Regions from separate parts of the Ovis aries genome. Here region 2 is linked to region 1. The links are chromatin contacts, called in public Hi-C maps. All regions are on one chromosome and are shown on one strand. Each heading gives the region's core, a stretch centred on a gene start, on an enhancer-like site or on the middle of the called end of the contact. The rest is flanking DNA. Distances are from core to core; before and after follow the strand shown.

Region 1 (5,055 bases), core at 1,491-3,990:
AATATTTGCCCAGTGCCTAGTACAATGCCTTACAGGAGCTCAGTAACTGTTTGCTAAATGAACTTTTGAATAGCTTAGATTCTAAAAGACACCCTGACTAAAGCTATTCCAAACACAGTAGTCCTCTTACCAGTTAAAGATAACTTCATCCTTCGCTACACAGGCTAAAAACTTTGGAGTCACCTTATTTTCTTAACTCCTTTCTTTTTCTTTTTTTTCATCACATCCACTGTTATTACCTAGTCCTAGCATCTCTCCTTGGAATTTTTGCAGTGGTCTTGTACTTGGTTATCTTACTTCTACATTTGCATCTCATTATTTTCAGCCTAGCAGCTAAAGTTACTCTTTCATTTACATATATTAAAAAATTATGTAGAGCTTAGTATGTCAAGCCTTTGACTGTGTGGATCACAACAAACTATGGAACATTCTGAGAGAGATGGGAATAGCAGACCCTCTGACCTTCCTCTTGAGAAACATGTATGCAGGTCAGGAAGCAACAGTTAGAACTAGACATGGAACAACAGACTGGTTCCAAATAGGAAAAGGAGTACATCAAGGCTGTATATTGTCACCCTGCTTATTTAACTTCTATGCAGAGTACATCATGAGAAACGCTGGACTGGAGGAAACACAAGCTGGAATCAAGATTGGCGGGATAAATATCAGTAACCTCAGACATGCAGATGACACCACCCTTATGGCAGAAAGTGAAGAGGAGCTAAAAGCCTCTTGATGAAAGTGAAAGAGGAGAGTGAAAAAGTTGGCTTACAGCTCAACATTCAGAAAACTGAGATCATGGTATCCGGTCCCATCACTTCATGGGAAATAGATGGGGAAACAGTGGAAACAGTATCAGACTTTATTTTCTTGGGCTCCAAAATCACTGCAGATGGTGATTGCAGCCATGAAATTAAAAGACACTTACTCCTTGGAAAGGAAGTTATGACCAACCTAGATAGCATATTCAAAAGCAGAGACATTACATGGCCAACAAAGGTCCATCTAGTCAAGGCTATGGTTTTTCCTGTGATCATGTATGCATGTGAGAGTTGGACTGTGAAGAAAGCTGAATACCAAAGAATTGATGCTTTTGAACTGTGGTGTTGGGGAAGACTCTTGAAAGTCGCTTGGAGTGCAAGGAAATTCAACTAGTCCATCCTAAAGGAGATCAGTCCTGGGTGTTCATTGGAAGGACTAATGCTGAAACTGAAACTCCAATACTTTGGTCACCTCATGCAAAGAGTTGACTCACTGGGAAAGACCCTGATGCTGGGAGGGACTTGGGGGCAGGAGGAGGGGAGACGACAGAGGATGAGATGGCTGGATGGCATCTCCGACTGGATGGACATGAGTTTGGGTAAACTCCGGGAGCTGGTGATGGACAGGGAGGCCTGGCGTGCTGCAATTCACGGGGTCGCAGAGTGGGACACGACTGAGCGACTGAACAGAACTGAACTGAACTAGCAAATCAGCAACTGCGGTGTATTAGATTCTGAGATAATTGCTTCCTTTTATATTACTTGAAAAACAATTCAGTGAGGGCAGCACCTATAATATTTTTAAGATCAAATAAAGGATGTGGAAAAGACCAATTAACATCCATCAAGAATAATTTAAATAATCAGATATCATTTTAAAGTACAGTAGCGATCAGTTTCAAGAACTGAAGACTATTTCAAATTATTTTCTCTTTCTAACTTCATCTTTGGAAATTATATATGTGCTCCAGAGGTTCATTTGCTTCAGTTTTTTATTTTAAACTGCTCAAACACCACTACACTGAGTTTTCCTTTGGCTGAAAGAAAAAGCTATCCTTTGGTATATTAAAAAAATTTTTAATGAGTTACTCCATATTCATAAGACTTAGCTTTCCAATTTGTAAACATGCTTATTTCTGAATTCCAGTCTCAGAAATCCTGATTGGGAGTGCAGTCCAGGAAATTTCTTCTATTCTTTGAGAACTACTCGACTCAGTGCAATTTACATATTTTGCAGTTTTCAAAATATTAATTTTAGAGATCTAAAGAGGAGAGGGCAAACTCTGGTGGCTGTCAAAAGAAACAAGAATGAGAAGCACACGTTGTGCCATGTTGCAAAACTTTTCCTCAGGTTGCAGATCTTCTGTCCCTAGGGAGGTTCATTATCACCGAGTAATTAACCATTTTTCAACCATTTCCATCCACGTCGTTTAGGATGAATCCCAAAAGTCAAGAACTCAACTCCGCGGCAAACGGTAATAAACTCCGTTCATCCAACTTGGCCCCAAAAGGCCGTGGGCGCCGGGTCGCTTCCCGCCAGCCAGGCTCCTCCTCTGCTCGCCTTTTGGGTCCGGTCCTCTCGAAGGCGCTCGGTGCGGCAGGTGTTGGCGCCAACCGGGTGGCGGCGCTGTTTGCCCCGCGCGCCGCCGCTTGAGGCCCGAGGGAGGCGGAGGCAAGGCCGGCGGAGGAAGGGGCGGGAGCGAGGCGCGCTCCCTGCTCTCGCGTGCTCTCGCACCGCTCGCGTGACCCGTCGGTGTGTGCGAGAGGCGCCGGCTGCCGGGAGTACGGACGGCCGCGCGCGCGCCGCTGCTAGGGGCGTCCGGGTCCGGGTCGGCGGACCCGGCCGGCGCGAGGTGCTGGCGGGCGGGCAGCCGGGGTCCGGGGCGGACACACGCGCACACGCTCCCGGAGGAGGCTTCTCCGAGGCTGCTTTTCCTCTGCCAGACGGAGAGCGGCAGTGTCTCCCCGCCCAGCTCTCACTCGCCCCGCGTCTCCCCCCGCGGCGACTGCTCCTCCTCGGCACCGCCAGCCCCAGCGCCGCTCCGGGGCGGGCGGCGGCGGCGGCGGGACCCGCGGAGCCGCTTTGTGTGCAGCCCGGAGAGGGGCGGCGGCTCCGCAACCACCTGACAGAGGCCCGGGCGCTCGATGCACCTTCCGCCCGCATGAGGAGGAGGTAAAGGCGGCGGCGGCTCGGCTCCCGCCCTCGGCTGGGGAGGGAGGGGACGGAAGGGGAGACCGGAGAGGGGGGGCGCAGGACTGAGGCCCGGCGGGGCTGCCTGGAGGTGCCGATAAGGCCTCGGCGGCACCGGACTGCGCCGAGTGGCCGGGGGCGAGAGAAGCCTTCGCGGTCCCTGAGCCGAAGTTGAAGGAACAAAATGTGAAGTGCGGAGCCGCGTCAGCCGCTTCCTGGCTTGGGGTTCGGGGTGGAGGGCAGCTTGTTTTCCCCTCCCGCGGGGTGAGGGACCGGGACACGGGAGGGGCGGGAGCGTGGCGGGGCCACCTGGGGTCCCGAAGCTTTGCCCGGCAAGGGCGTAGGTTCCCAGGAGCCGCCGCTGCGTGTAGGTCCCGTTGGGTCCCTAGTTTTGCGGCCTAAGCCGAGCCCTATAGGCCTCGCGTCTCCTTTCCCGGAGGGGACCGGCCGGGTGGGGATTCGAGGCTTCTCTCTGACCGAACCGGGGCCTTAGGGGGCTCGCTGGGCTCTCAAAGCCTCCAAACTTCGGACCTCGGTGCTTGGGGGTGGGATTTCATTGTGAAAGGAGGAATGGGAAACTCCTGGCTCTGCTCGGCGCTTCCCGCGGCCGCCGGTGCCGGGGAGCCCCGAGGGCCCGAGGTTGGCGGGGCCCGCGTGGGTGGGGGCGGCGAGGCGGCCACCAGGATCCAAGCCCCGGGAACGAGTGGGTAGGGGGGCCGCCGCCGAGCCCCGGGCCTCCCTGGAGAAAGGACCCTTTGCAGATTAGGATTTTTGAAATGAAAAAAGAGGTTACAAAGTCGCCCCTTTCCCGCTGAACTTTTGTTTTCTGACCGATAGAGGCCGGTAGAGGACTGTGAAAGAAAAGTTGTCCCCCAGGATGGACTTCACCGCGCAGCCCAAGCCTGCCACTGCCCTCTGTGGCGTCGTGAGTGCCGACGGGAAGATCGCTTACCCTCCGGGGGTAAAGGAGATCACCGACAAGATCACCACGGACGAAATGATCAAACGACTGAAGGTAAGTTTCTCTGGACAGAATATTCTCACTTCAGACGTTTGTGGTAGGAGGTGCTCTCTCCTGTGGTATTACTGCTCTGCTAGGCCTGGCCTTAAGTTTCACCTACCAGGTGTTGTTTTTTTTTTAAAGATATTTTATGTCTTTTCTTTTACCCCCTCTGAAAGGTATTGTTCTGTCTTGGCTGTATCTTTGACTAGTAATCTCTGTTAAGGCCATAATCATTATGGGAAATTAAAAGGGTATCTATGTGATATTTTTTAATTTTACTGTTTTTTTTTTTCCTCTAAGTATAAAAATTCGAATATTTTTAAGGTTTTTTTTGTCTAGAAATATTTTTGAGAATACTATTCAAAGTAGCTTGCAGATTTAAAGGTAGGCAATAATTTGCCTAGGAAGATTTTCATCAGCTTCTAGGAGACTGATTTAAGTGCAAAATGCATTTTAAAAATTATCACAACTTTCTAATATCCAAAAACTTAAATATGTAAGTAGTATGATTAAACTTTAACAGAAAGTACTGACTTTTCAAAAAGGCTTGAAGTAGAGTGATGGCTTATGTCCACATGTTCAAAGGGGTTTTAAGGGACAGTGATTATGGCTTATTTTATAAGGCGTCAGCTTATTTTTAAACATGGTGGTCCTAGTGTGAAGGTTGTAAGTTTCAGCCTTTAGGTAAGTTAATTTTTTGTTTTCTGTTACATGGTTATAGATTGTGGCCACAGCCTTACAAAGTAAGTGTTCCTCTTACTAAAGGATCAGCTTGATGCAGTAGTTCTCAACCACAGCCTCTTTGACCCCTAAGGAACATTTGGCAGTGCTGAAGACATTTTTTCTTTTTTGGTCACCATTGGGGGCTGGATTGGAATAGGGGAAGACTGGAGATAGGGAGTCCAGCTAGGAGACTGTTAAACTGTAGTCTAGGTCAAAGATGTTGAAATCATGAAGTGGGGCTATGATAGTGGGAATAGAGAGATAGGGAACAATCCAAGAGCAATCCAAGAACAATCCAAGACATTTCAGAGTTCTACTGATGAATTGGAGTGTGTGGAAGGTGAGGAAAGCAACAGTATTGACACCTTGCCAGTCTT
Region 2 (5,055 bases), core at 981-3,480, 440 kb after region 1:
TTTAAAAAAAAAAAGGAGCTTTTGAAACATCTCATTCCCTAATGAATAATACTTACAAAAAGTTCTGTATTTGTTCAGATTAAGAAGAGACCCCACAGGTGAACTTTCTGTTCTTTGATTTTGATAGGTGTTAAATGGAAAAAAATGCAAAATTTGGAGTAAAGGCTACATATCCTCAGGTTTCCCTTGTCTTCCACCCACTTGTAGTCTAGAAGTTGCTGGGTAAAGTATCTCCCCAAACAATTTGTGCTCTGCACCAAATTCTCTTACAATTCTTTTAAACTAAGGCATGCTATCCGTGCTAGGAGAAACAAGTTAGATCATCAGCACCCAGTAACAATGAAAACCTTATCGAAGTGTAACAGACTAATATCAAGGTGACAATCTTTGCTCTCTAAAGACACTTGTTGCTGGATGGACAAAGGGAGATGGTGGTGTAGGATGGCTAAGTCCTAGCAAGGCCCTCAGAGGACAGACAGAAAAGAAAATTTCACCTATTTGCCTTTTCTATGTTAGTTATCAGTTGTTTCTAATGATTTTTAGCTAAATTTAACAAGCTGATTAAAAATGTATTTCAGGGTTTGGTTATATCTGAAAATGATGCACTATGAAGAAATGGGATGTTAAAATTACCCCAAATTTTCAATTACCTTTCTCCTTTCTGGCGTTTTAAATTTCCTTTATATTCATCCCAGGTACTCTTGTCAGCCAGATCACCAGATATAAATTCTTGAAGGTCTGGTCCACTCTGTAAAAATTCCTTTTTTTCATCTGGCAGGGAACTTACTTCTCTGACAGGGCTGCATAAATATCTTCCAAATACCTAAACAAAGGGTTCATTATGACATTTATTTAGTTTTCTGTTTAGTCACTAAGTCGTGTCTGACTCTTTTGCAACCCCATGGACTATAGTCCACCAGGCTCCTCTGTCCATGGGATTTCCCAGGCAAAAATTTATTTAGAAGAGTTAGTAATAACTTAGTTTTAACCTATTTAAATAGCTAAAAGGAAGAGTAAGCCAGAGAACTGATTCAGATATGATGTTAAACTGTTTACAAGCTCTGTGTTGAATAAGGTTAAGGAGGACCCAAAGGGAACAAAACAAACCTAAAGAAGAATAGGAATTAACTACTTCTGTCTAGATTTAAAATAGATTTGGAAACTTCTGGAACTGGCTAACAAAACATGCCACACTTTATCCGTATCAGGACTAAAAGTCAGTCATTCAAGTTTAAACTGCAATAATAGGAGAAGATGCTACAGATTTGAATTTTCTATTCCTGACGAGTCAAGGACGTTTAAATAAAATCTGAAGTAAATTATCTCTGCCTTGGGCTTTGGATAAACACATGTGTTAAAACTTAGAGGTTTAAGGTTTAACTCTGCTGATTTCAGAGAACTTTAAGTAGGGAAACCAAACTTACTATTCCAATTTTCTACGTTATATTGTGTTTGATCAAGGAAGTCACTCAACACATATTTGTTGACCAAAAGAAGCCGTCAGCTTATGGATTTGAACACACACATGGACAAGACAGCCAAAACACTATAAAACTCAAAGAGTTAAAAAAAAAAAAAAAGTGTGCCTATTAAGATGCTGCACAATTGCTACTGTTCTCGCCCAGGTCTCCCGCTCAAGCTTACAACACAGATTTGGGCTCTAATTGCCCAAACCGGTGTCTAGTACAAATCACTGACATGCAAGAAAAAAAAAAAAAAAGACCTCTCAGCGTCAGCCAGAGATACCTACAAACAAATCACTACCAGAGACTTAACTTCCTTGGGGTGTCTGAAGAATTAGACGAGATACCACACGAAAAAGGTTTAGAAGAAAACCTGGCTAGAAGTAAACATTCAGTAAATGCTGGCATTATTGGGCGCTCTAAAGGGATGGGAGCCCTCTACCCTACGCCCGCACCCTGCTCCCCCAGCCGCTCACCCGGGGGCCCACGGTGCGGACCGCGCCCCCGCAGCGTAGAGACATCTCGCTCTTTCTTTCCTAGGAAGGACGAATAATCAGTAATTCCAGGGAAAAGAGAAAAGGACAAACCGTCGCCAGATTTATGACAAGATGAACCACCCTGAACCTGTGGAACTCGCGCAGCTCCGCGATTGGCTGCTTTAGTCTAGCGGCGTCGCGCACTGATGACCCCACACGCAGACCTATACGGACTATAAGAGCGTGATGACGAAAGACGCTCTCTCTTTGCCGCATCTACTGCGAGGTGAGGTGGTTTCTGTAATCGGTGGGGTTTGGGAATCTGAAGCCATCGGCCCTGGGAAGGCCAGCGGCGCGGTTGTGGCCCTCGGGAACTCTATCGTGGTTGTCTCCCCACACAGTGACCGCCGTATGAATTTGGTTGCGCTGGAAATCGAGCCCTGTACTGGGCTTTCAGGCCTACCCCAGCTCCTCAGCCTTGCCGGGATGGCGCCGGCTTGACAGGACACCCGGGGGTGCGCTGAGCGGAGAGTTCGCCAGCTGGGCTTACAACATGCGCCTGCGAGCTGCTCCTTCCAAACAGGGCGCAGCGGGGACCGCTCTCGGTTCGGGTCCTCCCGTAGTCTTGCCGGGGCGGTCTCCGGTAGGGTGGAGCTCCGTCCGGTGGAGCTTGGTCATTAGCGGCCTTCTTCTTACCCTAGGTGCTTGTGTTTCAGAATGAAGACCATTCTCAGCAATCAGACTGTCGACATCCCAGAAAATGGTACGAGACTTGGTGTTTGCGTTTTTCTTACGTCTTTACTACATGCTCTATACCTTGTTCCGAGGCCTCACGAGTACGTTCTCTCCTAGTCGACATTAACTTGAAGGGACGGACAGTTATTGTGAAGGGCCCCAGAGGCACCCTGCGGAGGGACTTCAATCACATCAATGTAGAACTCAGTCTCCTTGGAAAGAAAAAGAAGAGGGTGAGTTTTTTGTTCGTTTTGGACACAGTTGCTTGTTTGGAAGGTTGTGATTTAAGAGTAACAAGATGGGTTGCTTTTCAAATTACGAAATTGAGATTCTGTGTTTTAGCTTCAAATTGGGCGTCTAGAATTATAGCTAGTTTCAGTGTTGTTGTTGCTTTAACAAAATTGGAAGATCAAATTCTGAACAAAGTAGATTAGAAAAACTTCCAGACCAGGGTGCAGCGGGGTAGTAATGATTCGTAATACTGTTACAAGTTTGTTTTTTTTTTCCCCTGATTGTTTTGTAAAAATCTTAGGGACGCAGCAGTGGGTCTTAAACCTGATAATTTTCCAGGATTGACGTTTAATGCAGCTTGTACCATACTTTTGTTTCTGGGTTGTCGTTCCTTTGTGAAATAGTGTACCTATAATGCATAGTAATAAAAATACTTTGAGGTGGTGTGGTTTGTTTGTTTGTTTGTTTGTTTGTTTTTTGGCAAGTCATACTTTTTAATTAGGGCAGGTACTACAATTTACAGTGATTGCTGTGAATAAATGGACTTCTTTCTAAGCCTACTTATTTCTGGAAAGAGTTTTCTAAAGTTTTTTTGTTCTGTTACAGCTCCGTGTTGACAAATGGTGGGGAAACAGAAAGGAACTGGCCACTGTTCGCACAATCTGTAGTCACGTACAGAACATGATCAAGGGTGTTACACTGGTAAGCAGATTCCTCAGACTACTTTGTCTTGGAAGGGGGAGGTTTCTCAGCTGTACTTCATGTATGCAACATATATGTTTGCTGCAGAGAATAGATTATGCATGAAATTTAGTGGCGTACTTGAGCTCTAGTGCTTGGGAAGAGGTAATGTTGGCAGATGTGTCCAATAGGCATTCCTGGGTCTTGGGATTAAGTGATACATATGTGTGTGTGTGTGTATGTGTGTGTAAAGACCAGGTAGTCTTTGATAGTCTGCTGATTTTTTTTTTTTTTTCCTACACAAATTAAGTCTCATTTTCAAGGTGCATGCTTATAGAAAAGTGGCACATGGGGTAGACTTTGGTTTCTTGTTTGATGCCTGTCACTACTACTCTTGCGGGGATAGAAAAAGGTGGATCGAATTTCTGAACTCCATGTCCATTTCCTTAAAAACATACCAGGGTAGGTTCCTTGAGTGTGGGTGCCTTTGTATCCTTAATTCTTGCTATCTGGTGTACCTTAGTAATTCAGTATGTTAGCCCCGGTGCCCAAGATGAAGGGCTTTGGGGTTCTTTATGAGAAACTTGTGTTGTTTACTGTGGGCGTGGTGGTTAAATCACTGTGGTCTCCGACTCTTTCGCAACCCTGTGAACTGTAGTCCACTACGCTCCTCTGTCCATGGGATTTCCCAGGCAGAAATACTGTAGTAGTTTGCGATTTTCCTTCCCAACCAGGGATCAAAGCCATGTTTCCTGCACTGGCAGGTGATTTCTTTACCACTGAGCCACCTGGAAAGGCATAGGCGGTAGTGAAACACTTTTCGTTAAGGTGTGCACTGCAGTCCGGCAAAGAGACAACAGAAACCGATGATTCTGTATACAGTTGTGTGGTGTGGGTGATTTTATAAAGCCTTGACATGAGTATGTGAGAACAGTTTTCAGTTTCCTTTGTCATGGAGGAGGAAGTTTTCCTCTAAAGTCTCTAGAGATTTGGTCATCCTTTTCTAGGTGCAAAGAGGGAGACAACCCTGACAAATATGTAAATATTCCTTACAAAGGGGCAGTTCCTACTTGGTTTTCAGAGAAAAACTGGGTATCCTGTTCAAATTTCTCAGCGTTACTGATAGTTTCTTTATTTAAATCTAGGGCTTCCGTTACAAGATGAGGTCGGTGTATGCCCACTTCCCCATCAACGTTGTTATTCAGGAGAATGGGTCTCTTGTGGAAATCCGAAATTTTTTGGGTGAAAAATACATACGCAGGGTTCGAATGAGGCCAGGTATGGTTCATAAGTTTTTTTTTTCTGCTTGTGAAGGCTTAAATATATTTTGGGTTAGTTATAACTAAGGCTAGATTATTTCAGACTTACCCAGTACAATTAAAGTAGAAGTGCACTTAAAATAGTTTTTCTCTGATACATAATTGATGCGTCTAACACTGAAGCAGATTTTAAAACTTAGTGCTCTTTGA

What was found. A called contact is a pair of places that touch in the nucleus more often than the background predicts.
Region 2: a Hi-C map of skin fibroblasts shows a contact between it and region 1, with 5 times the contacts expected there. The contact joins the promoter of LIAS here to the promoter of PDS5A in region 1. A contact is called at or near these places in 2 of 16 Hi-C or Micro-C datasets (skin fibroblasts and tail adipose tissue).

The regions. Positions count from the first base shown.
Region 1 is chr6:59,740,401-59,745,455 of ARS-UI_Ramb_v3.0, reverse strand. PDS5A (PDS5 cohesin associated factor A) reads left to right here and starts at 2,740. Exons shown (of 33, transcript XM_015096447.3): 1 at 2,740-2,934; 2 at 3,790-3,967. The coding sequence starts at 3,830. It overlaps LOC101110238 (ATP-dependent RNA helicase DHX29-like), which reads right to left and starts at 3,509. Exons shown (of 6, transcript XM_042251084.2): 1 at 3,477-3,509; 2 at 2,742-3,350; 3 at 2,323-2,698. The coding sequence starts at 3,509.
Region 2 is chr6:59,296,545-59,301,599 of ARS-UI_Ramb_v3.0, reverse strand. LIAS (lipoic acid synthetase) reads right to left here and starts at 2,230. Exons shown (of 10, transcript XM_042251319.1): 1 at 2,051-2,230; 2 at 651-823. The coding sequence starts at 2,215. RPL9 (ribosomal protein L9) reads left to right here and starts at 2,198. Exons shown (of 8, transcript XM_004009774.5): 1 at 2,198-2,225; 2 at 2,641-2,702; 3 at 2,792-2,907; 4 at 3,512-3,607; 5 at 4,732-4,864. The coding sequence starts at 2,657.